5 separate regions of the Anser cygnoides genome follow, and all the other regions are linked to region 3. A link is a contact called in public Hi-C data. All regions are on one chromosome and are shown on one strand. Each heading gives the region's core, a stretch centred on a gene start, on an enhancer-like site or on the middle of the called end of the contact. The rest is flanking DNA. Distances are from core to core; before and after follow the strand shown.

Evidence for each region. Hi-C and Micro-C count contacts between places; a contact is called where the count stands out from the background.
Region 1: a contact with region 3 is called in a Hi-C map of liver, with 3 times the contacts expected there. The contact joins two enhancer-like sites. A contact is called at or near these places in 2 of 7 Hi-C or Micro-C datasets (both in liver).
Region 2: a contact with region 3 is called in a Hi-C map of liver, with 2.2 times the contacts expected there. The contact joins two enhancer-like sites. A contact is called at or near these places in 2 of 7 Hi-C or Micro-C datasets (both in liver).
Region 4: a contact with region 3 is called in a Hi-C map of liver, with 2.4 times the contacts expected there. The contact joins two enhancer-like sites. A contact is called at or near these places in 4 of 7 Hi-C or Micro-C datasets (granulosa cells and liver).
Region 5: a contact with region 3 is called in a Hi-C map of liver, with 2.8 times the contacts expected there. The contact joins two enhancer-like sites. A contact is called at or near these places in 5 of 7 Hi-C or Micro-C datasets (fetal liver, granulosa cells and liver).

The regions. Positions count from the first base shown.
Region 1 is chr5:28,966,941-28,971,786 of Taihu_goose_T2T_genome, reverse strand. The region is part of intron 7 of RAD51B (RAD51 paralog B); the gene reads right to left. Among named protein-coding and RNA genes, the nearest start is that of RAD51B, 100 kb to the right of the region's middle. Within about 2 kb of position 2,811, at least 2 of the 3 cell types and tissues checked have open chromatin away from gene starts, as enhancers often do. A contact at or near this core is called in liver, where this site is marked.
Region 2 is chr5:28,928,318-28,932,704 of Taihu_goose_T2T_genome, reverse strand. All of the region lies in intron 7 of RAD51B (RAD51 paralog B), which reads right to left. Among named protein-coding and RNA genes, the nearest start is that of RAD51B, 66 kb to the right of the region's middle. Within about 2 kb of position 2,839, at least 1 of the 3 cell types and tissues checked has open chromatin away from gene starts, as enhancers often do. A contact at or near this core is called in liver, where this site is marked.
Region 3 is chr5:29,312,657-29,316,935 of Taihu_goose_T2T_genome, reverse strand. No RefSeq gene overlaps it. Among named protein-coding and RNA genes, the nearest start is that of ZFP36L1, 16 kb to the right of the region's middle. Within about 2 kb of position 2,960, at least 3 of the 3 cell types and tissues checked have open chromatin away from gene starts, as enhancers often do. A contact at or near this core is called in fetal liver and liver, where this site is marked.
Region 4 is chr5:28,997,921-29,002,692 of Taihu_goose_T2T_genome, reverse strand. The region is part of intron 7 of RAD51B (RAD51 paralog B); the gene reads right to left. Among named protein-coding and RNA genes, the nearest start is that of RAD51B, 140 kb to the right of the region's middle. Within about 2 kb of position 2,607, at least 3 of the 3 cell types and tissues checked have open chromatin away from gene starts, as enhancers often do. A contact at or near this core is called in liver, where this site is marked.
Region 5 is chr5:28,895,611-28,900,327 of Taihu_goose_T2T_genome, reverse strand. The region is part of intron 7 of RAD51B (RAD51 paralog B); the gene reads right to left. Among named protein-coding and RNA genes, the nearest start is that of RAD51B, 33 kb to the right of the region's middle. Within about 2 kb of position 2,112, at least 2 of the 3 cell types and tissues checked have open chromatin away from gene starts, as enhancers often do. A contact at or near this core is called in fetal liver and liver, where this site is marked.

The DNA of each region.
Region 1 (4,846 bases), core at 1,562-4,061, 340 kb after region 3:
CTGTTATAATACTCTGTTATTAAAGTCCAAAACTATAATATAATACTCCCAATGGAAGATTTCTGGAAAAGAAAATAAGAAGCTTAGACATGGCCAGCAGCATGGCATATTATGCCAATTTTTCCTTGACTCTTGAAAGGAAAGAAACAAAAACAACCCTTCTTGAAGAATACTTGACAGTCAAAATGCTTGTGAATCACTTTCTGAAACACGAGGAGTAGAACTGTTGCAGTGAAACTGGGCAACATGGGCTCTTTTAGGAGTAACACAACTCTAAGTATCGGTCTGACTTATGTCTTATCTTATGGTATCTTGCAGAAAAATAAGCTAATGGTTGGGAGGAAATCTCTCTAGGAATGAAATTATGTTGAATGGAAATTATGGAAAAGAGGGGCTAACAAGAACTCTGAGCAACATCACATTCAAGAGCAGGGGGTTCTCCACACATATTTGTTGGAGTAGCTCTGCAGCCCTGAACTTCTGATCAGAAATCCTAGAATTGTGGAATGGCTTGGGTTGGAAGAGCCTTTAAAGATCACCTAGTTCCAACCCCCGTGCAAGGGTGTATGTGTGTGCCACCCACTAGACCAGGTTGCCCAGGGCCTTGTCCAACCTGGTCTTGAACATCTCCAGGGATGGGGCATCCACAAATTTTCTGGACAACCTGTTATAGTGCCTCACCACCCTCTGAGTGAACAATCTCCTCCTAACATCTGATCTAAATCTCCTTTTAGTTTAAACCATTCCCCCTTTCTTTTCTAGCCGATGTACCTACAGAACCCCTTCTTGTTATTTTTTTGCATCCCTTGCCAAGCTCGGTTCCATCTGTGCCTTGGCTTTCCTGATCCCATCCCTGCACATCCAGACAGCATCCCTGCACTCTTCCCAGACCACGTCCTTGCTTCCACTGCCTGTGCATTTCCTTCTTGTGCCTCAGTTTGACCAGCAGGTCCTTGCCCAGCCATCCCAGTTTCCTGCCCTCCCTGCTTGCTTTCTTACACACGGGGATGGAGAGTTCTTGCGCTCTAAGAAGAGCGTCCCTGAAGAGTTGTCAGCTCAGTTCAGCTCCTTTGTCCCTAAGGACAGTGTTCCTGGGGATCTCGTCCACTAGATCTTGAACACTAGAACAATCACTAGAAGAAGTTCGCTCTTTGGAAGTTCAGTGTCCTGACATTGCTCTTTCCCAGGCCCATATTCCTCAAGATCACAGACTCAACCAGGGTGTGGTCATTGCAGTACAGACTGCCTCCAATCTTGACCTCTTTAATGAGTTCATCTGTACTGGTAAGCACCAGGCCCAGTAACACTTCTCTGGTTGGTTTGTCTAATACCTGGACCAGGAAATTGTCCTCTACATACTCTAGGAGTCTCCTGGACTGCTTACAGCCTGCTGGGTGACTTTCCCAGTAGACACCTGGGTGGTTGAAGTCCCCCATCAGGATGAGCGCGTGCGAGCTTGATGCTTCTTGTAGCTGACTCAAGAAGGCCTCATCAAAAGGCTCCCCTTGATCAGGTGGCCTGTAGCAAACCCCAACCACAAGGTGTCCTTTATTGCTCTGGTCCTTAACATTTACCCACAAGTTCTCAACCTGTCCATGGCTGTTTCTCACAAGCATCTCTCCACAATCAATCCGTTCCCTACCAGAGAGCAACACCTCCACTCCTCTTTCCCTGCACCTCTCTTCTGAAAATCTTGTAGCCCTCTGCTCCAGTGTTCCAGTTATGTGATGTGTCCCACCACATTTCTATGACAGCAGTTAGGTCACAGTTCTTTCATTGTACCATGCTTTCCAGCTCCTCCTGCTTGACTGAGGTTAATGACCTTCATCATTAATGACTAAGGTTAATCCCTAAGGTTAAGCCTCAATCACAAATGACTAAGGTTAACCCTTGTGTAGCTATTTAGTTTCCCAGATTCTTTCAGGTCTCTTGGAGATGCCACATCAACACAGCTGTAATGTTGGGAAGGCGCCAGGTCAAGCCTCGTATGCCGTAAGTCTTAGACAGATGTTCATTTTCCATTTGAGAACCACAAACAGGCTGTTTCTCAGAAAGAATCTCCCAGATGCTGTCAGGTCTTTACCTTCCCCTCAGGAAACCACAGAAAGGAAAAAGATACAAGGATTTAAAGACTACACTCAGTCTGAGTACAAGGTCTGGGAACAGTTTCAGATTCAAGACAAAATAGCACATGCCAGATCTAAAAGCTGTCAGCCTCAAAACAGCAGTCGAAGTAAACAGGGAAGATATCACCTGACCACAAAATAGACAGTGACAAGGGCAGAGTCTTCAAAGATATGAGTATCTAATGCAAGAAGGTAGAACCGGAGATAATGCTGTAAGGAAAAAGTCCAAAAAAAGACAAAACAAGTATCTTTCAAACACTGGTACAAAATATAGCAAGCAAAATATGAAAGGAGAACATTTTTTAAACAACAAACTAAAGAGGGAGGATGAAGAAAATTTCTTGGAAGAGGTCTGCATCAAGTCTCATGAAGAGAGTCCAAACTGCAGTTACCAGAAATATTCAAGCCAAGTGTCTTGAATTTGTTGAAGGAAGCGTATTTGTAAGTTAACAAAGTTAAGACTGAGTGCTCAAAATTCCTCAAATCGTAATTTCCTTGTATCATAAACTGACAGATTTTTTTTTCTTACCAACTAAGAAATGACCACTGTGCTTTCCATTGTGTCCTTTCTTCCAAGTGAAACAAATTTTGCAAGCTAATCACCACCAGATGCCTTCCAGAATCAGACTTTTCAGCAGAAAGGGTAGCAGACAAGAAAAAAAAAAAGAGATGAAAAGGTACTAAAGGGGAAAAAAATTCATATGTTGTTTCTATTGCTGAGCCATTGCTAGGCACACAAGTGCGAAAAATAATTTGAGTTCTTTAAACGCAATTCTATCTCAATTTTGAACTTCAGAGCAAAATGTCACAGGAAAAAAGCTTGCTACCACACTATACAGTAACATGTAGCCTCATCACTAATTTGAGAAGACAAACCACAAACGAAAATGTATCAAAGAATAAAGCAGATGGGAAAAAAAAATAATTAAAATTAAAAACCCAAACACTTTCCTTTTATTTCACTAATCACTAACATCACCTGGCACAACAATGCTTGTCCTGAGCAACAGGCTGAGGTCATCCCAGTCTCTTACAAAATCCAATGAAACCTTTGGTTTGTACCCAAATTCTCCCTAGGGCAGATCACAGTTTAACTTCAGCCACAAAAGCAATAATCCCTCTTCCAGATATCTAAAAACAAATAAACTGTACCTTTTAAATTCTACTAATCCATAAAAATATTGTCTACAACTGAAAATATAACGCGGCTTTAAATACTCAGGGTAAACTCCTATGTGGGAATTATTTCTACCCTTTCTTATTATATAAGAGTTGCCCAACAACTCCAGAAAAAAACACCTTTCCCTTTATATGATGAGTGCACTCCAACAGAAATGAATGTCAGTAGAAGCAGCTTTCTCTGTGCTACTCTACACTCCATTCACAAGCTAGAAATAGCATAGGTCAGTGTTAAATTAGGACAAAGACAAATCCTGTCTTTTGGAAAAAGGAAAGCAGTTTAACCTCTGTCAGTGGCTATTACACCTCTACAGCAGATTTAACATATCAGGTGATGTAAGAGCTCTGCATCTGCTGCAGTACAAACTCACATGTATTAGCTTTTTAAGCCAACCCAGCTGACTTTCTGGTGAATAGTCCAAAGGGTATTTATGCAATTTGTTTGCTAACTTAGTGGTAATAACAAACAGCACTGGGGGTAATTTCTTGCACCGTTCCAGCTACAAATGCGGCAATGGTCTGCTTATGCCATCAGGATCTCACAGACACAAACAGAAAAGAGAAGCACAATGACTGAGCACAATGCTTCACAGGATGAGCTCTGGGTAGCAGCAGCTTACACCCAAACCATTGAGATAATGCTTTCAAAAAGCATAAAAACAGGAGAGATAGAGACCCTTATAAGCCAGCTCTTCAGAATGGCAGGCAAATAGAGACTATTCACGGACTGAATACCTAAAACACTTCACAGAAGCAGACAATTTCTACATGGTCAGGGCAGTGGTCCAGCAACACCTTCTTAAGATGGTTCAGAACTGTAGTGTCCCTCTCACTGCTGTTTCTTGATTATTCACAGTATCACACAGTATCACAGATTTCTAGGTTGGAAGAGACCTCAAGATCATCGAGTCCAACCTCCGACCTAACACTAAGTACTCCACTAAACCATATCGCTAAGCTCTACATCTAAACATCTTTTAAAGACCTCCAGGGATGGTGACTCCACCACCTCCCTGGGCAGCCCGTTCCAATGCTTAATAACCCTTTCGGTAAAGAAGTACTTCCTAACATCCAACCTAAAACTCCCCTGTCGCAACTTTCGCCCATTCCCCCTCGTCCTGTCACCAGGCACGTAGGAGAGCAGACCAACCCCCACCTCTTTACAGCCTCCTTTAAGGTAACTGTAGAGAGCGATAAGGTCGCCCCTGAGCCTCCTCTTCTCCAGGCTGAACAAGCCCAGCTCCCTCAGCCGCTCCTCGTAAGACTTGTTCTCCAGACCCCTCACCAGCTTGGTCGCCCTTCTCTGGACTCGCTCGAGCACGTCCATGTCCTTCTTGTAGCGAGGGGCCCAAAACTGAACACAGTACTCAAGGTGCGGCCTCACCAGAGCCGAGTACAGGGGCACAATCACTTCCCTAGACCTGCTGGCCACACTGCTTCTTATGCAGGCCACGATGCTGTTGGCCTTCTTGGCCACCTGGGCACACTGCTGGCTCATATTCAGCCGACTATCAACCAATACTCCCAGGTCCCTCTCGGCC
Region 2 (4,387 bases), core at 1,590-4,089, 380 kb after region 3:
AGAAATACGCACATTGTGGGGCTTTTCCAATTACAACAAATAAATCTGCCAGTTCAATTTGGAAGAAGTTCAAGTAGCAATTCAAACTTTTAATACATTGCAAAGGGACAAGGAAAAACTGGGTAAATAGAAAATTTGCCTTCCTGTTAGTGATAGCTGGGACATAAGCCTGATGCAAGTGCAACACATTCTGGGTTGCTGGTGAGAAAAGAGAAGAGAGCTCTGAATTAACAATGAGTAATTTCATTGTTACATTTGTAGGAAAATTATATTGTTGAATCATATTCCAGTGAATCTGATGATAGTATTTACTCGAATGCTAACAAAAGGATATGTGAACAAATATTCAGCAAAGCACATCATGACTAAAAAGGCACTCACATGCCAACCAGCAGGACATAGGGAAATGCAAACCCAAACACAAACCCCAAAGAACAAACATTGCAAAACAGCGTAGTTAAATAAAAATAAACATGGAGGGTATAAAAAGGTTAAGTTTAGAAACCAGAGGAAAAAAAAGAGCAAACCTAGACCCATGCCCCATGATGTGACACCTATGTAAATACAGAAAACAAAGCTCATGCAAAGATATAGGCACTATAAGACTGAACTATTTTACATTTATAAGATAAAAAGCAGAAGAATACGTTAAGAATGCAGATGTACCTAATTTAGTTTACAAAGCAGAAAACAGAAACCCTTTTTGTGAATGCATTGAAAGAAGCTATCCATAAGCCATTAATTCGTTAAGTATTCATGAATGGTCTACAGGCAAGTACAAAATAAGCATATTTCAAAATGAAAAAGAGACACAAAAGAAAATAAAGTATAAGGAAAAGAGAGAGAATAAGAAGACAAAGGTGAGACTAAAAGCCTCCAGATCCTTAATTTGGGGGCTGAGCCATACAGACCACACAACAGAAAAAAGTTTTTGCTGCAAGAAAAGTGAAAGCAACAGCCTTCGATTGCCACATGCTACAAGCCCTGTCACATGCAGGGAGACAACTGGGTACCAAATGATTCACTATATTTTTTCAGATGAAAAAGAATTATTTCCTGATGACAGACACAAGGTGGCTGCAAAATGACACATTCCCTGCGAGGCCTACCTAAATTATGCTAGGCCATTTGTAAGAATTGTGTGAACTCAAATACACACGGAGGTTCTGAAGTAATACAAAATCTCCGCTTTACCTTGCCTCAATCTTTCTACAACTTCAGAGCCAATTCTGCAAGTGAAATACCTCACCATAAAGCAAACAGTCTGAAGCGGGAAAACTGAACATGGAGGAAAAAAACAAGAAATATAATAAGCCTGTAGTGACACCAAGAGTATTGACATTTGCCCATCAAAGAAGGCTATATTTTCTATAGCAGGCTTAGACTGGAGCATTGAAAGCCGATCTGATGTGAAGCTATGTGACTGAGTTGCAATCTGAAACGTTTGCTAGAAAAGCTCTTAGACTAACAGAAAAAGCATATGCATAAATAAAAAAAGAAAATGCAAATTAGGTTCTAAATACACCAATGTTTTTTCTTATTTTTCTCTAGGATTGTACCTTCAAAGCAAAAACAGAGCACAGATACCATCAGTAATGTCTGAAACAGCCCACACCACTATCACCAAGGAAACAAGCTCTAGCAAGAAGAGCACCTAGTGAAATCAGAACCACACGGTTTGGTGGATGGCAGTACAACTGTTTGATTCACATTCCTAACAAAGGCATTGGTTGGGTTGCAAAGAGTACCGGTTCAGAAGAAGTAATATACATTAGTACTAGGTTACAGGGGCTCCATGAGCACCAGGAGGATTAAGATCCAGAAGAAAAGCAATACACAGAAAAGAACTCATGAATGGTGTTTTAAATGATTCACTGACATTAAGCCGTAGTTTATTAAAAAAGAAAAAGTGGTGAACTTTGCTAAGAGGCCCATTGCAGAGCAGTTTGCATAATTATTAGAAACAGCACCCCATTCACATTGCAGATTATAGAAAGGAGAAACAGCTTAGTAATTAACGGAAGTATTTTCAGCAGATATCTGAGAAAAACCCTCAAGAACAAAAAGAAGCATCTAGGGAAAAAAAGAAAAAAGACAGATAAAAAGTTAGGAGTAGAAGTCTGGGACTGACCATGGAGGTGGCTGTTAGAGACAAGGGATCGGATCCTCAGCTGGTCTATACTAGCAATGGGTTAAAGGGAACTATAGCAGGTTTTGACTTGTCAACAAAAGGAAAAAAGACATTACTGAGTCAACCAAGAATACAAAAACTCCTGTGTCCTTCATAACATTAGAGAAGAATCAGACAGCAATGACTATGTTAAACTAAATTCAGTATTGTCACTAAGTTAGTGCTCTCCTGGCCAGCAGGACTTCGCACCTTACGTTTGTAAACACGTCAGTCACAAGTAGGGAGGCCTTCTCTCAGAGGACAAACAAACTGTTTCGACCTCTTCCAGTTTGGAACATTATGCAAACGGAAAGCTTTTGTTGCCCTTACTGCCTACAGTAAAAGCACTGAAACAAAAGATCTGAAGATCATGTCCTAATCACCTAATCCTATTACCCAGAGGATCTTAATAGATGATAAACAGCAACTATAACACAACAACCAAAGTAGTTACAACTGCCTTTGCTGGCCTGGTAACTTGAGAATCGGTTCTTTTTTAAGAGAGCAACATAGAGGTAGAACATAGCTGTACATGGGGAAAAAAGTATGCAATTTTGCCTCTGCTGTGACACAGAACATTGTGTTTTCCTTCCTTTCTTAGAGCAAAATATTTCACTGTAGATAAACAAGGGGAGATTACAAGGAGTGCAGCTTGCTACAGAACACATAAAAACGCCTTTGACCACAAGTGATGTCCTGATGCGTTAGAGCAGAATGGGGAGGATGAGAGAAAGTGAGGAGAAAATGAATTGCTGGGTACCCTGCAAAACAGACTGAATTGGATTGACAGGACTGAGATGAACTTCTCAATTGAGAAGGCACATCCCAGCACCTGCTGGAAGTCAGGTGGACTTCCCTCCATGTTGCTAGTACTTCTGCGGTACAAAGATGCCCAAATATATTTACTAGGGTAACACTACCCTATGTGCTCAGAAAGAAGAAGCAAGAAAGAAGAGCAAGAATACAGATGGCATACAATTCCACTTCCAGTGACACTACCCTGCTAGGTTTTATTGTGAACTCCATTTATACAGCTGATTATGAATTCCTGGTGAACTCTGATTACTGCAATAGCAGCTGTACTACTTCCTTTCTCTTAGCACTTAACTGCACTCTTGCTTAGTGAGTGGTATATGAATGTTTATGAAACAAGTACAGGAAGATCAAATAAAAGCAATGATTTCCTCTTAGACCTCCACCAGTACATTACGTGTAACCTGCCAACACAGGACCAGTTAGTCTCTGACCTGCAGCAGCTGGAAGTAGCTGAATTCCAGATGGCCCTAGAAAGCTGCTTTTGTATAGCCTGCATCTTACTTCTACCAACCTGACACAGAAAATCAGAGCAAGCTCCCATAACAAACGACATCTCCAAACAGAGGAAATCCCCAGCCATCCAGTATGATGCAGTCCTTGCAGTCAGTGTAGGATCTCGTTTGAGATCTATCAGGTCCAGTACTACAGAAATGCCATCACTACTGAAACTCGAATCTAGTTTCTCTACACCAAAATCCATCCATACAGTCATACATTATTTTGTCCTAAAAGACTTGTGCGCTCTCTCTATATATTAATGTATATTTTTAATAAATGTTTACATTTATAGATTATATATAAAACAAAGCAAAATTATTGCTTTAGGTACACAGCAAGCCTCACTTTTAAGTTACGTTATGCGACCAATATGCACCAGTGACTGGTGAGGTACGATATTTCTTTCACCTTATATAGTTATTAGCAAAATTAAAAACATTTGTATTCCAAAGCAGAACACAGTAACCAACAACCAGAAACAATAGAAGACAAATTTGCCTTAAGAATTCTCTCATTTTCAGTCTTGAACTATCTTGTTTTAATTTTCCATGATCAGACTTAAAAAACAGGGCTATAAAAAGACAATTACATGTGTGCCGGATGTCTCTCAAGGAGAAATTACTCAATTTGTTTTCACTTCATTCTGAAGATTGTGATCTAAGCACTGCACACCACTGCAGTTCTGTCTTGAACACCAAATTAGTCTTTTCTTTCTGAAGCCTACGTTAAATGCTTCGCAGCTGCTTTGCCTTCAGAATACCTCTGTACTGAGAAAGGGATTAACTCCATTTGCAGATAGGGAACGGAGCCACAAAAAGTTAGTTTTGAGTGCCTGCCTGAGCCACTCAGGACTTGATTGTTCAGTTTAATGTGGCACACTGTTACATTTGATTTGTTAAACGA
Region 3 (4,279 bases), core at 1,711-4,210:
AAAAACAGGTTATTCCCTTAACTTCTATTTATCAGAGGCTGTGTCCTTCTGCATTCAATCTTGTTAGATTTGCCAGTAGATTTAATGTGAGTCTCATCAGCAGTGGTCCTGGACAAGAAACTGTGGTCAGCTGCCTCTTAACTCTGAGCCTGTCTTCCCAGAAGAGTGGTGGTACCTTAGGATGTCAGGGCTACATGACAGGCAGTTGATGCTGGTCCAGAGCATCATGGTAGGATCTCCTACAGTAAGACCTAACTTAGAGGTATGTGAGGTCTCTCTATAATGCACTAAACTGCTCCACCAGCTGGTGTTTTTAGCACACCAAAACCAAAACAGCTCAATAAAATGGTTTCTGTGTGAACAGTTCAATGAAAATACCTAAGTTTGGTTGTGGTCAAAAATGCAAATTAAAAACCCTTTGGGCTATACAAAGAACAGACCAGCAAATTGTCTTGTGTTACCAGGACCAGAACAAAGCCAGGCACTTGGAAGCAAGCTCTCCCCCAGCCTGGGAGACGTGATGAGAGGAAGCAGGTTCCAGTCCTGCCTCTGCCAAAGAGTTTCCGGGTGCTCTTTTTAACGTGTTGTTGCTAAATCTGTGCACCTGCAACAAAAGAGGTCAATGAGAAAACCTGGCTCTTGTTTCAGTGCCCTAGGGACACAGGAATGCTTTTGGGGAGTTTTGCACTTGCATCACTCTACATCCGTGCTGTCCTCAGTAAATGTGTTTGAGTTCACAAAACCAAGAGGTTTGAGCCAGGAGCACTTGTGCTGCTTGTAAGGACATCGCTTCTATACAGAGCATGCTCCTCTCTGCTCTTTGGAGAGCAAGACTGAACGGAAGAGGTGGTGTGAACGGTCAGTGAGTTTGGGCTTGAAATTAAGCCTGAACCTGGTGTTATCCATATACAAGTCTATCAGCACTTGGGAATTCAGACTGAAGTTTATGTCTAAAATAATTCCACACATATTAAGAGGTTGGAAATATGATTTGGGGATAACTCACTGACCACCCTTTCTTTCCCTGCCTTGCCTCTCTGCTCTGTGACTATGACTAGGATCTCATAGGGCGTGTGGGCCCAGCCTAGACTGAATTTGTCTGTGGGGACATAGGTTTGTTTTTTAAGCCGTGGCTGCTCCTGGTGAGGTGGGGTTAGCCCTCACACATCCCACCATTTCTCCGTCCTTTGGTGACGTTGGTCCTCTGTACAAGGAGCAGAGTGGGAGCATGTGGTGTGTGAACAGAGATTTCTGCTGAGGCACGTGCAAGTGGTGTGCCCCCAAAAGGGAACGGGAGCTGCACCTTCCGCCCTCTTGGGCCATGAAGAACGACCACCCCTGAGGTCTCAGGAAGCTGAAAGCTGCTCCAGATCCACCCTTAACGCGAGAAGAAAACACACCCCTGCTCCTCTCTACATGTGGCTGCAGGTTCCTTGCCACAGCCTGAACCAGCCCTCCCTGATGATGTGTGGCCCTTAGGTGGTGCGACACCGCGCTTCTTGGGAGCCCAGCTGCCCACAACAGGCTTCCTCTGCTCACTTACTGCTGGGTGCTGCCCCGGTGAAGCAGCCTCCTGCCAGCTGCAAATCCAGCATGGCCCCGTGTCCTCCAAAATGAAGATTTCGTTCAACAGTTTTATGACTCTGTTACACAGCTCTGTTGTAAGCTTCCCACTATCTGCCTCAAGCAGCTCATCTCAGCGATTCCTCCCATGCTAATCTCTGTGATCTGTGACATGCATACAGCATCGACTGGAACAGAACCTCCCCTCTGCTGCGCCGTATTTGCCAGAACAGGCATAACTCAAGATAACCGGATTTGAAACAATCAGAGCAGGAAGCAGCAATAACTGGCCTGGAGGGAAGGCAGGGAGTTGCCCATAGACAGTTTTTCAGAAGGGTGCCCAATTTGTGATATCCGATCTCCTTCTGCGCTCCTTTAGCCCTGGTACAAAGGTAGGATGTAAGTCTTGCAGGAATTATCTTCACCCTCACTCCCTGGCTTCTGAGCGAGTGAGTTTAGATCTGCACCATCTTTTTCTTACGGCAGCGTTTCGCACGTGGTGACATGCGCAGAGACCTACATATGTGCGTGATGAAGACCTCCAGAGCCACATCTGCTTCAGACATGACACTGATGTCACCACCGCCGATGCAGATCTCTCTGTGGGAATGGTCAAGGCGGAGGACGGTGACGTTACTTTCTCCATGGAGCACACGGACCTCAAGGCTGGCTCTGGTACCGCTGACGCTTCCGCGGGCAGCACCCCGCAGCCCGTACGCAGCAGTGAGCCGGCCCTCTGCCCACCAGCGCCTTCATACCACGCGGGTCAGAGCGGGCCGAGGCAGGTCCTGGGCAGGCGCTCTCGCTGTCGAGCCGGCAGCTTAGTCACGGCGCTCTCCAGACAGCCATGTAAACATCACCCACAGTCCCCCGCAGCTGCCCTCCCCTCCGGCCTCTGCTGCAGCCCTGTCCCTCTGCGCCCCGTGCCAAGGGTCACAAGCTGGGACCAGCATTCGGGTGCCAAACGCAGCCCGTGGCTTTGAGCAGCCAGTCTGCTAGAGGTCGTCACACGCCTCCTTAAGCAAACAGGGATCCATGCCAGTTGATAAATCATTTACGAGGAGAAGTCAGAAGCAAAGAACTAGATTAACCAGGTCACTGGGTGTCCTGAGGGAATGACGTGTCAGTGGAGCTGAAACAGCAGATCCCACAGTTGCAATCTGCTGCCTTCTTCTGTCCTGACAGCAATTCATGGAAATCCCTGGAACTAGACACTAGTGATGGAAAAACCCATTAGCTCATCCAAGTCAGCTCGCTAGTTAAAGCAGTCACTCCCATTCTACATTTTTGGCAGAGTTAAAATGTCTCAAGAGAGGGGATTTCCACCAGTTCCTTCTCAAGGGGAAATTATTCCACCTATCAGGAAGACTGCCCTGAGTGGTGCTATTTTTGTAAAACAGAAGTAACTCCAAAGCCCAAGAGAAAAAAACAAAAGATTCTGATGCAGAAACACAGGCAGCGATGTTTTTCTGCCCCAACAGACATGTGCCATGCATGGCACACCTCCAAATGGAAACGCTGTGGGCACACGTGTGTGTTTATATATATATCCACCTAGGTGTGTTTATGTGTGTGTATACACACGTCCTCCCTCTGTCCAAAGGGTGGTTATGACCTTGTGCCTCCTTGTATAATCGATGTGTTGTATTGTGATCTCACACCTAGTTTAGACTTATGTAACGCCACTGACATCAAGGCAAAGAAAATTGCTAAATTAACTCTGAGGAGGGAACAGACGCGTGGAAAACGGGAGGCATCAGCTGGGTGCACACTTCCCATCCAAGCCTGGGGAGCGGGCACGTCGCCTTGCCGGGCCTCGGCTCCCCGAGCTGTGCCTCGAGGAGAGCGACCACCCTCACCGTGGCTAACTACGTTGCTGCTCAAAGCACTCGGGCCTGCGGTGATGGGAAAGGTGTTGCAATGCAGAGCAGCGCTGTGGAGGTTGTCAGCAGAGGCTATGGAGATTTTTGCAGCCAAGCTTTTCAGCACCTGGGAAGCACTTTGGGACAGTGGGGAAATAAATTAGCTGTGCAATGGCGTTTAAAGCCTTATCATTAGTTTCAGAGCTAATTCTGCATTCAGATGAATGGGCGTAGCACACATTGCTGAGCTAGAACTTGTAGAGATAGGGCGGATCGCTCTCTGTTCCCATTCAGAAAGCTTTCGGCCAGCAGAGCTCTAACTTGCAGTCTTGGTGGCGTAGGTCTGGAGCAGAGATCTGCGGCTAGGGTAGGTACAATGGCAATATTAGCAGCAAACAAACCCCATGTTATCCAGGGCCCTGATTACCATTGCAACGGGGTGTTGGCTATATGCATCTTACGAGAAGAAGGCGGGGTGCTGCCTGGGCGTTTGTCCTGAATTTGTAACTCCTTCTCAGCTAGTTGTTTTATTTGCCTCTCACAGTCTCACAGCTGGCACAGCTGTCTTCCCCATCTGGAACTCCTGAAACTCAGGCACTGTGTTTTGCAACATTGCCAGGACCCGACTGCCATGTACCCGTCAGTTATATTAAGGCTGCCCTCACGAGCACGCTGTGCGTTCTTGCGTTATTGTAGGGAGCTCATGAAGGCTGCTCTGAGCATCCCTGGCTTTGGGCTGGGCCTTCTGCTTTGCGGGGTTTATACCTTGTTCGTTTAACACAAAACACAGTGAAGTGCAAAAAAGTCCTGTGAGGACTGACATGGAGTGTGGAAAAAGATCTAACCAAAAAGGC
Region 4 (4,772 bases), core at 1,358-3,857, 310 kb after region 3:
ACATATTTGCACATCTACCTTTTCAAGCTAGGCCTGTTATGCATCAGCCTTGGGTCCATACGTATTGTGACAACAAGGAGCTATGTAAATGCCACCCAGCCTACCAAGTAATCAACCATTCATTCCTTTAGAGTAATAAAGTACTACTACCCCTGGTAGATAGGGACCAAAATATGGGGAGAAAAAGGCTCAATCACCTCTCTTAACTAGTTAAAAAAAAAAAGGTGCAGACTTGGGATCCTTCCCTTCTCAGGAATTTCTCCTTTAGAATCAGGGAGAAATAATTGCTGGGGAGCCTTATCTCTTGGGGGGGAACAGAGAAATTGGGGGCTAACACGTATGCATGTCCTGCACAGTGTATGCAAAGTTGAACAGAAAAAGGACATGCCACATAGATCTCAAGCTGGCAGGTAAATCAGCCACAGATAAAATAAACTGTGTGTGATGCCATGGTCTGTAGGCACAGATTCAGTGCCCTGCTCTAACTTCTAAACAGATTAAAGAAAGGGCCCATAGCTTAATGTTGCTCCAAGACACACAGAGTTTCTCTAAAGCCTTGCATGAGGGCAAACGTTTACTGATTCATATCACCTAGGATACAAAACTGCCTTCAGTTGGTAAAGTACTCCAGCTGCTACCGAGCTGGGATGTATATGAAATGGTAAACTACAGGTGAAGCTTGTATAGTCCTAACATAATACCCTGATTCATCCAGTCTCTTTCCCTTGGTCTTGACAAACACACGAGAGACTACAACAGAAAGGTGCTGGTTAGTGTCTACACTGGTCAAAGCCTCAATGACATTGCTCATTTTCTCAGGCTCACCCACACTAACAGTAAATATCAGTTTCATGGACAAGGAAAGTGCCACAGAAGAAATCATTAAAAAGAACTAGAACGATTACCACTTTGTGACTCAAACCCTGGAGCCTGAAATTTGAGTAGACTTCATTTTACTTTCTTTAATGAATTCCTCTGCTTCTGTCATGCAGCTAATTCGACACATTTCCTCCTGCTCTGATTATTAAAAAGGAAAACCAGCTAGTATAAACATCAAAGAGCCGGCATTATTGCCTTCTGGGACACCAGTGTATTTTCCAAAGCTACAGATAAAAAAAACAAGTGAACTTGCTGATCCCTTTACAGAAGGGTGTACAAAACCTCACCTAATGTGATCACTACCTAAAAGGCCACATTTATATGCAATGAAATTTGGAGAGCTGAGGCTTAGTGAGACAGGATTGCAACCACGGCAGGAGAGAAGTACAAAAGATCCAAGCTACCCTGCACAGGGGCACAGCTCTGCCTCTGCACTGAAAACAGCAGCTCAATGCTTCTTCCTTTATTTTCCAGCCCTTCGCAACCATAACTCCACAGGCACACATATTATAAATTCACTATACTTCATTTTTAATTCATGCTACTTCAAATAACAATAAAGGTGTTAAATCACCTTCGCCTTTGTTTCTGGTCCAGCACAGACTGCAACGAGACCAACAGTCTCCTGGTAACTTTGAATCTCACTGAGTTATGTCAAGAGAATATTTGTGAACTACTCTACTATTCATTTTACTTGTCAACTTCCTCACAGGTAAAAGCAAATACAATACTATTAATATGAACTGTATGAATCTATCCTATTTTACAGAAGTTTGACAAAACCAGAAACACTTTCCTAACCATTTATTCCTACTTAAATCCCTCAAAAAGACTCAACTATGCTGGCAATTAAAATCTTAGCTACTGTATTGCAAAAGTTTTCCTAGGCCAGCACAACAAAAATTACTGTGTGACTCCTGCTGACTTCAGGGGCCAACAGATCAGACCTTAAATTCCTTTCCTTCCAAAACACTAAAATTTCCTGCTATCAAGCAAAAGAAGGTAGCCCTAACCACAGGGCAAACTTCCTGTGAGATGTAATTGGATTACATCAATTTCTACAGTGCCAGAACCCCCAGACTTGCATCTCTCTTTTCTAAGGGTGACAGACCACAAACAAGCAAAAAAAGAAAGCCAGCAGCCCTCTAGCTTGAGAGTTGAACAAAACCAGAGGCTCCAACACTCTCACCATGGGTACCCCTACGTGCACACCCAGATCTCTAACCTCTCGGACCAAGGGTCTCCAACAACACTCAAGCAGCCCGTGTGCCCCAGGCATCCACCTCCAGCTGGGCACAACCATGTCTGCCTGCACCCATGCGCCTGATCCTTTGCATGGCTCTGACCCAAGCTCACTGAAATCCTTTCTGCAGGCTGGGTCGGGCTCTGCAGTCCCTGAGCTCCCAGGTGCCACCTCAGCCACTACCGCTGCAGGAAGATGTTCCAGAAACTCATGCCAGGGACACGCTGGTTAAGAATTTGCAGCTGAAAAATTGTAACAGCTTTAACCCCGGGGTGTAGTATTTCAAAATGATTTTGTTGTATACCGTGCGCTTGCACTGACAGACACTGCTGGCTTGGGTAACGAGCACGGCTTTGCCCAACCGATGACTGACCTGAGCAGAAGGCGTTTCAGTTGAAATTTAACTTCTGTACACAAGCCACAGCACACTGCTGGAAAACCAGTGATGTTGCAAGTGTGGGAAAGCCCCATGCCATTGGCTCGTGTGAAAGTCAGTCTATGGTCCAGAACCTAGAAACAACAACATTATCTAGCCAACGGCAAACGGCAGGCAGATATTGCTCAAGTGTTCTCAGGGCTTCGGAGCCAAAGACTGAAGTTACACAATCAAGATCACTTCTCCACCCCGCCCTACTGGGCAAATGCTTGCAAGTTTTCATCTGGAAGAAAAAAAAAAATCAATATTTTCTTAGCTACACCCTTGAAGTTTCACTCCACACTTAACAAGAGAAACTAAACAAGGAAACGTGGATTGCCATTTTCATTGGCATGAGACTTAGGACTTCAGTCGTTCTGTCGGCCACATCCAACAAAACCAGGAAAATGAAGGTGGATTAAAATAACTATCATTTACAACTTCATTAGCCGTACACAGAGAGGCCTACAGGAATACCTAGCCTACTTTCCTACCAATAAAGCACTGTCTTTCTCTGCAGTATATTTTCCAGTATATCAATCTAGGCTGGTTTTAAAAATTCCAAGTACAGGAACTTTTGCCAGCTCCAAGGAAAATTTACCACATCCTTTCACTGGTACTTGGATCTTCAGCCAGTTACAGTCACACAGACGGAACTAAGCCAGAGGTTTTATGCAACGTATGTTTCATCCAATAAAAATTATTTCTACATCTAACGCCATAAAGCTATTTGAAAAGTGTAAGTTAAAAGAGAATGCATATTCAAGGCAAATTATTTCCATGCACAAACATCTTTCTAAGAATCTCCAAGTCAGTCTTCACTGTCTTCAGTACATATTTCCTGATTTCCTTCTTAAGGTAGCCGTAAGTCTTGTTTCAGAGACTGTGAAACCTACAGGCAGACTGACCACTTTCATTACTGAAGACTAGACAGAAAATGTAGAGCAAAGCTAAGAACGGGGCTAGACCTGCATGGTACTTAATCTACTGATTAGACTGTGGATTTTCAAGCTCAAAGGTCACAAACAGCTTTCAAGGGGCGATGACAATCCTTTCTTTATGATATGCCAAGTATTGAGCCAAAACTTTACTACCTTTTCAAAAAGAACACCACCATCTGGAAAAATCTGAGAAAATGATTTTATTAAATCATATCTGGAGGAAGTGGTGAATAGCTCTAAGAAATTTCAGATGAAGATCAAGTGAACCACTGTTAATTTAAGTAAAAACTGTACTTGAAAAACATTACACTGGTATTGTTTTCATGCTTGGAAATGCTTCTCAAAACAAGAAATTTTTGCCACTGGCCTTACTTTTTTAGTGGAAGCTTCTTGAAGAGGGAAAAGAAAGAAGGCTTGGAAATGCTCATGGAAGTGAAATACCCACCTCTCTTTTCATTGTCACCAGTTTAGAAAAATGTTATGAGAAAAAGGCAGACTTTTATTTTAGAAGTTCCATCTAGGATGACATAACTGTACAGCAATACAGAATTAAGTGGATTATAAAGACTACCACTAAAAAGTACTGTGAATCACCTTTAAGTCTGAGTTTAGCCCTTAGCTTACCAATATTCTGCTTTTTGTCCACGCCTAAACAGTGTTTTACTTTCAAAAACTGAATTTTACTTCTTTCTTAAAAGGTTTGCTGACTCCAGTCCAGCTAGGAGATGATCCTCCTCCCCACCCAGTAACCAAGGATGCAGTGGAAGTCAGAGCATGTCTTCAAGGACAGAATTTTGTTTCAAAGTTCCCAGTCTTTGCCACAAATGTTTTACCAGATCTAGCTACAGCAAAAACAACTCAATGGATATAAATATCACCACACATTTGCAGACACTGGGCAGAACCAACAAATCTTTCTTTCTGGATAGCAGCCAGTGGGAGATTCAAAGACTGTAAGGCTTTGCAAGAGGAAACAATTCAGCCTCCTGTAACAAATGTGCTGTCCCTAAAGAATGGTGTCATGGAAAGCAGAACACAGAGGAACAGGATTTTAAAAACTACATGCTGCACGGCTAACCAGCTTTCCAAACAACCCCTTATGAGTAATTTTATACTGGGCAGATATTAAACGTATAAAATTAAAATAAATTCTCTCTTTGCATTTTCTGGTGTCCTTCTCAGAATTTAAAAGCTACTTCTCAGGAAAGATAGCTAATTCTTTCTTTCTTGAATCTAGCTGTATCTTAAAACTGCTGTTCTACCAGAAAACCAAATGGTAGGTGTGACATGAAAA
Region 5 (4,717 bases), core at 863-3,362, 420 kb after region 3:
AATCAACAATTTGTGAGAGAGGCTGCATGTACGGAAGAAAAATATGCATCTTTTACTATCTTCTAGGTCTATCTAACTGAAAGCAAAAGCTTTGAAGCTGTCTTCCAGTAAAACATGCCTGTTTCTACAAACAGCTAACTTTGTAACCAAATAAGTTTGGCTTTAATTCCAACATCATAAAACAAATGACTCAAGTGCCATCTACTGTGTCTGCAGTCAAGTGCAGTATTTCTACAGACAACAAACAGAAGTTAGCACCAAAAAATCATGCAGAAATAACTGATCAATTTTATGCCAGATTGGATACCGTAGCTTCAAGTACTGTCCTCCATGCAGGTTAGCACACATGCTATGCTGAGAGGACTACGCAGTCACCTTTGATGCATGGAATACAAGTTAATGTAACAATCTAAAGCAGATCCTCAGATTTATAATTAAATAAAAACCAAAGTGAGCCTGTTTCTATCTCACCTTGATTATGCTTCTACAATACCCTGTTTATTTTCACAAGATCAAGGAAATAAGATATGGAAAAAACTTATAGCAAACACCAGAAAAATAGCATTTTCCTATAGCCACCAGATAACTGCAGTGGAAATAACATTGCATTCTGCTATTTGGAATCAAAAGCATACGGTATATCTCAACAATTCCTGGATTAGCAAATCTTGCCTTTTAATTGCATTGCTTTAATAGGATAGAGTTCCAACAGTTCCCTTGAATGAAAGTCTCTTATTGAAGAACACAAGTAGAATATTACAGGAAAAATACAGCTGGGAGCTAGATGCATAACACACATCTTTAGATCTCATAATATCTGCCATTTCATGACATACAGAGCTATGCATCGAAATTACTTTGCTTCAATGTTCAAAAAAATGAAGAGACAGGTGTCCTTGCAATGCTGTAAAGTTTGCTGGTGGATTCCTTTTGGCTCTGTTAATCTCTTTTTCCATCACATTCTATTAAACAGGACTCATGGAAATTCACCACCTTTTTTTTTTTCTCCAGCCCCTCAACACTCATCAAAAGGTAAGATTTTGGGGCCAGAATTACTACCACATGCATTATTAACTGCAGACCATGGGAGCAGTTTTGCTGGCATGTTGGGGGGGGTGGGAGGGAAGGCAGCAAATCAGTTTCTAATACTCACTCTGCTGTAAATGCAGCCATGTGGGAAGCAAACGAAACAAGGCTGGGGCCACAGATCTATAACCTCGCTCTGCAAACACAGCTCCGCTCGCCTGCAACAATGCACAAAACAAACGGAAAAGGCCTCTCCTCTAATGTGAGCATTGCTCTTTCCAAAACGGCTCCCTCTCCAGCTCCGCTGGCATATAGGGAGGAATAACGCACAATCCTCTAAAATCAGAACAGCCACTCCATCACTATCACTACAGCGAACCACAAACACCCAAAGTGTTTTCCAGCAGAATCCAAACCCAGAGTGGACAAGAGTCTGTATTCAAATGCCATCCATGTTTCAGCATTCCTTTGAACATGAATTTTTAGTTCAAGCTTAGACGTGGTTATCAAGTAACAAGGAGAATTCATCCAGACTAATAAAACATAAAATGGTGCCTCCCACTTATTGGTTCCAAAATAAACACCACAACCAGCATGTGTGATTAAATCAAACTTCATATCCAAACTAAACACTGTTTCATGCACACAATGCAGGGTTTAAAATACCACAAATGTTCTGAAGGGGTCACAGGGTACACACAGGCAAACATAAAACCAATTTACAGCAGGAAATTTGGCAAAGAGGTATGAAAGGGGTCGAGGAATTGCTATTTTGGAGGAAAACTAGTACAGTATGGCACGCACCTGGTTCTCCTTCAACACTGATTGTCACTGTATGTGAAAACGTACACTGCTAGGAAGAGGTTCTGCACAGACCTCAAGAGCAAATTGCCCTGATGTACTTCAATGTCTGTTTGTAAAAGCACCACACTATGAATATTCAAGTGTTCAGTGTGAGCTGACAACAACCCTTTCCCCTATCAGCTGTGTTTTGGATTTCACGCTCACTGCCAGAGGGCTCACAGCTGGGAATTACATATAGGTCATGTGAAAAACTATTTCTTTATATACTTCTGTTCTCAGGTCTTATTCAGCAATAGAGTAAAATTTCAGACCAGTTTCCAACTGTCTCATCTTTAACTGAGCTGAGCATGCAAAGGTGAGCTGTGATGCAACTAAAAAGAATCATCAACGCCACGCCAGTTCCCCCTTACCAGCATTCCCCCAAACTGCACACCACTTGCCTAAAGCACTTCCCTTTCTTCCATTTCCAGGCTCTTGCATAGTCCCACCAAACTGGCCTAAGCCTAATAGGTAAAAGCAGTTGCAGATCTAGGTCTGGTTTCACAGGATGCTCTGGCAGTATCCATCCTCCCTGGCCTGCACAACTTGAGTACTCTCCAGCCAATCTTTTCATGATTTTGCCAACATGACTCAAGTTTGATTTATAGGAAATTATCTTTCACTTAGAGTTCTGAACTTTTGAGCATTACAATCTAACGGTTTCCAATCATAAGGGCTGGAAAGAATGGAGAACAATAGTGTTCATGTATCCAGGGAGAAAACAATCAACATTGTCACTTCAGTATCCGAGCTCCCCATTTCTGCCAAGCAACAGGCCAAAAGCCAACATGAATTTTGTGAAACAGAGTTCTTTCCCCTTTCAGGTGATGAAAAGGCACCACCTTGCGGTTGTTGCTCTGGGAGAAAGGCTTCGCCAACTGCCAGAAAAAGATCTAGTACAGCCAATTCCCAGTTGTGTCAATAGAAATTTCAAAAGGTTCGTATAACCAAAAAAAAATCACAAATATCAGAGCACATTTCAGCTATCAAAGCATTCTGCCTAACAGAAGTGAATAGCTGAAGTTTTAGTATATTTAGTCTCAAAGTGAATATTGAAGTTCTTTTAAAACAAAACCAGCTATGCAAAAGCCTAAAGTAGGAAATTTGCAAAAGCCTAAAGTAGGGAATTTTGCTTATAACATGCAGCAATAAACTTCTCCATTATTGCACCTATATTTGTTATTGTATCTTTTTCCATAAGCAATAGCAAACAGTCATAGTCAAAAGCGAATTCAAAGAGACACTGTGCAAACACACAGCCCACCACCTTTGTGCAAAATAAAATACACAAAGCTGTTATAGGATGGTTCATTGGAAGTTAGAATAAGAATATTGTACTTACTTCAGTTAGTGAGCAAACAATATTTGCCACAAATAGAATCCTTCATCCACAGACCTTTTCATTAAAGCTTCTTTTTCCTTTGCAAGTTAAACTTGGGCCAGGGGAGGTACCAGGCAACACAGCTAAGAAAATAATCCAAATGACTTCTAGTTCAGTGTCTGGCTACTAGAAAATATGTCCTCTTATCAAAATGCTGTAACCACATTCTAAGGTTAATGCAATATAAAATAAGTAACAGTGTACTGATGGAATACAAAATAACAGAATACATTTCAGAAAATATATATAGCCAGTATTCAGAAAGAACAGAAAGCAGAAAACGCCTGCAATTCCTCTTTTAAAAGTTAGTCAACTCCTTAATACATCATCTCCATACTCCACCAACACTGCCAGTGTTTTTGCAATTTATATAAAATGAACAACCAATAAAACCCACAAGAATATAAAATCTGTTTGCAATTCTTGAAAATGTTTCTTTAGTTAATAGCTTTATGTAAATGCTATTTTTTCAATGTCTAAAATGAAGAAAAACTGAACTGCAATGACTTATAGCACAGGGAATTAATTCTGTCTTCAAGTTGTGATGACTCAAAGTCAGTTCTTGTGGTTTCAGTGTAATTAAGGATCCTTGCTGAAATGATTTGCTTATAAATCATCTACCTGCCATACTTACATTTCATTATATTCATACAGAAAATAAGTCTTGGAAGAATTAGCACGTTTAAGTTTAGTTTTTAACCCATACAGCTGAAAAACACATCTGTTGTCCAATTAGTACATTTTAGTGAGAGCGACAAAAACCACTGCCTGATGTTCAGTAGCAATACTCTGCAGACTGGCTCAAACAACGCTGCCTTTTTCTTTTAAACCTTCTCAGTCCTTTATTCCCCCCTCACAGCAGAGTTCACTGCACTGTTCCAACAAAATGTTTGTGCATCAGCACTGTAAATGGAAGGAACCAAATAGGATAGGATAGGATTAGTCTTCAAGGTCTCAAAAGACTGGATAAATAGTTGAGGGGAAAAAAACGGGGAAGTAGGTGGGTTCAATTCAAGAATGGGTAACCACAAGCTGCTACAAGAATAACCATAAAATAAATAAAGACCAGTTAGAAATGCAGGTGTGCTTTGCAAAAAACGTGAGGGACTACAGTGGAATACAAGCAAACAAGTCAAGGTGCAAGGATATTGCATTCAGGTGAAAAATTATTCAAGGAAAAAGAAAAGATCACTTTCCACCTGGGTCAGTTCTCCAATTCGCTATACAGCTGCACAAGCGCTTCTGTGAGAAGCGAAAAGGTAACATAAGGTGTGAGAAAAAGTGTGTGTGTGTGTACATGCACTTACAAATATATAAATAAACAGCATTGTCAAAGAGTTTAAGGTGAAATTTTACCTTCAATCACAAATACAAAATATTAGCAAGCCTAAGTTTGAAGAGTACAGCCTGAATGTCAGCCACCCACATTTTCATTCCAACTGACCAAGACCTCATGGCTGTGTTTGC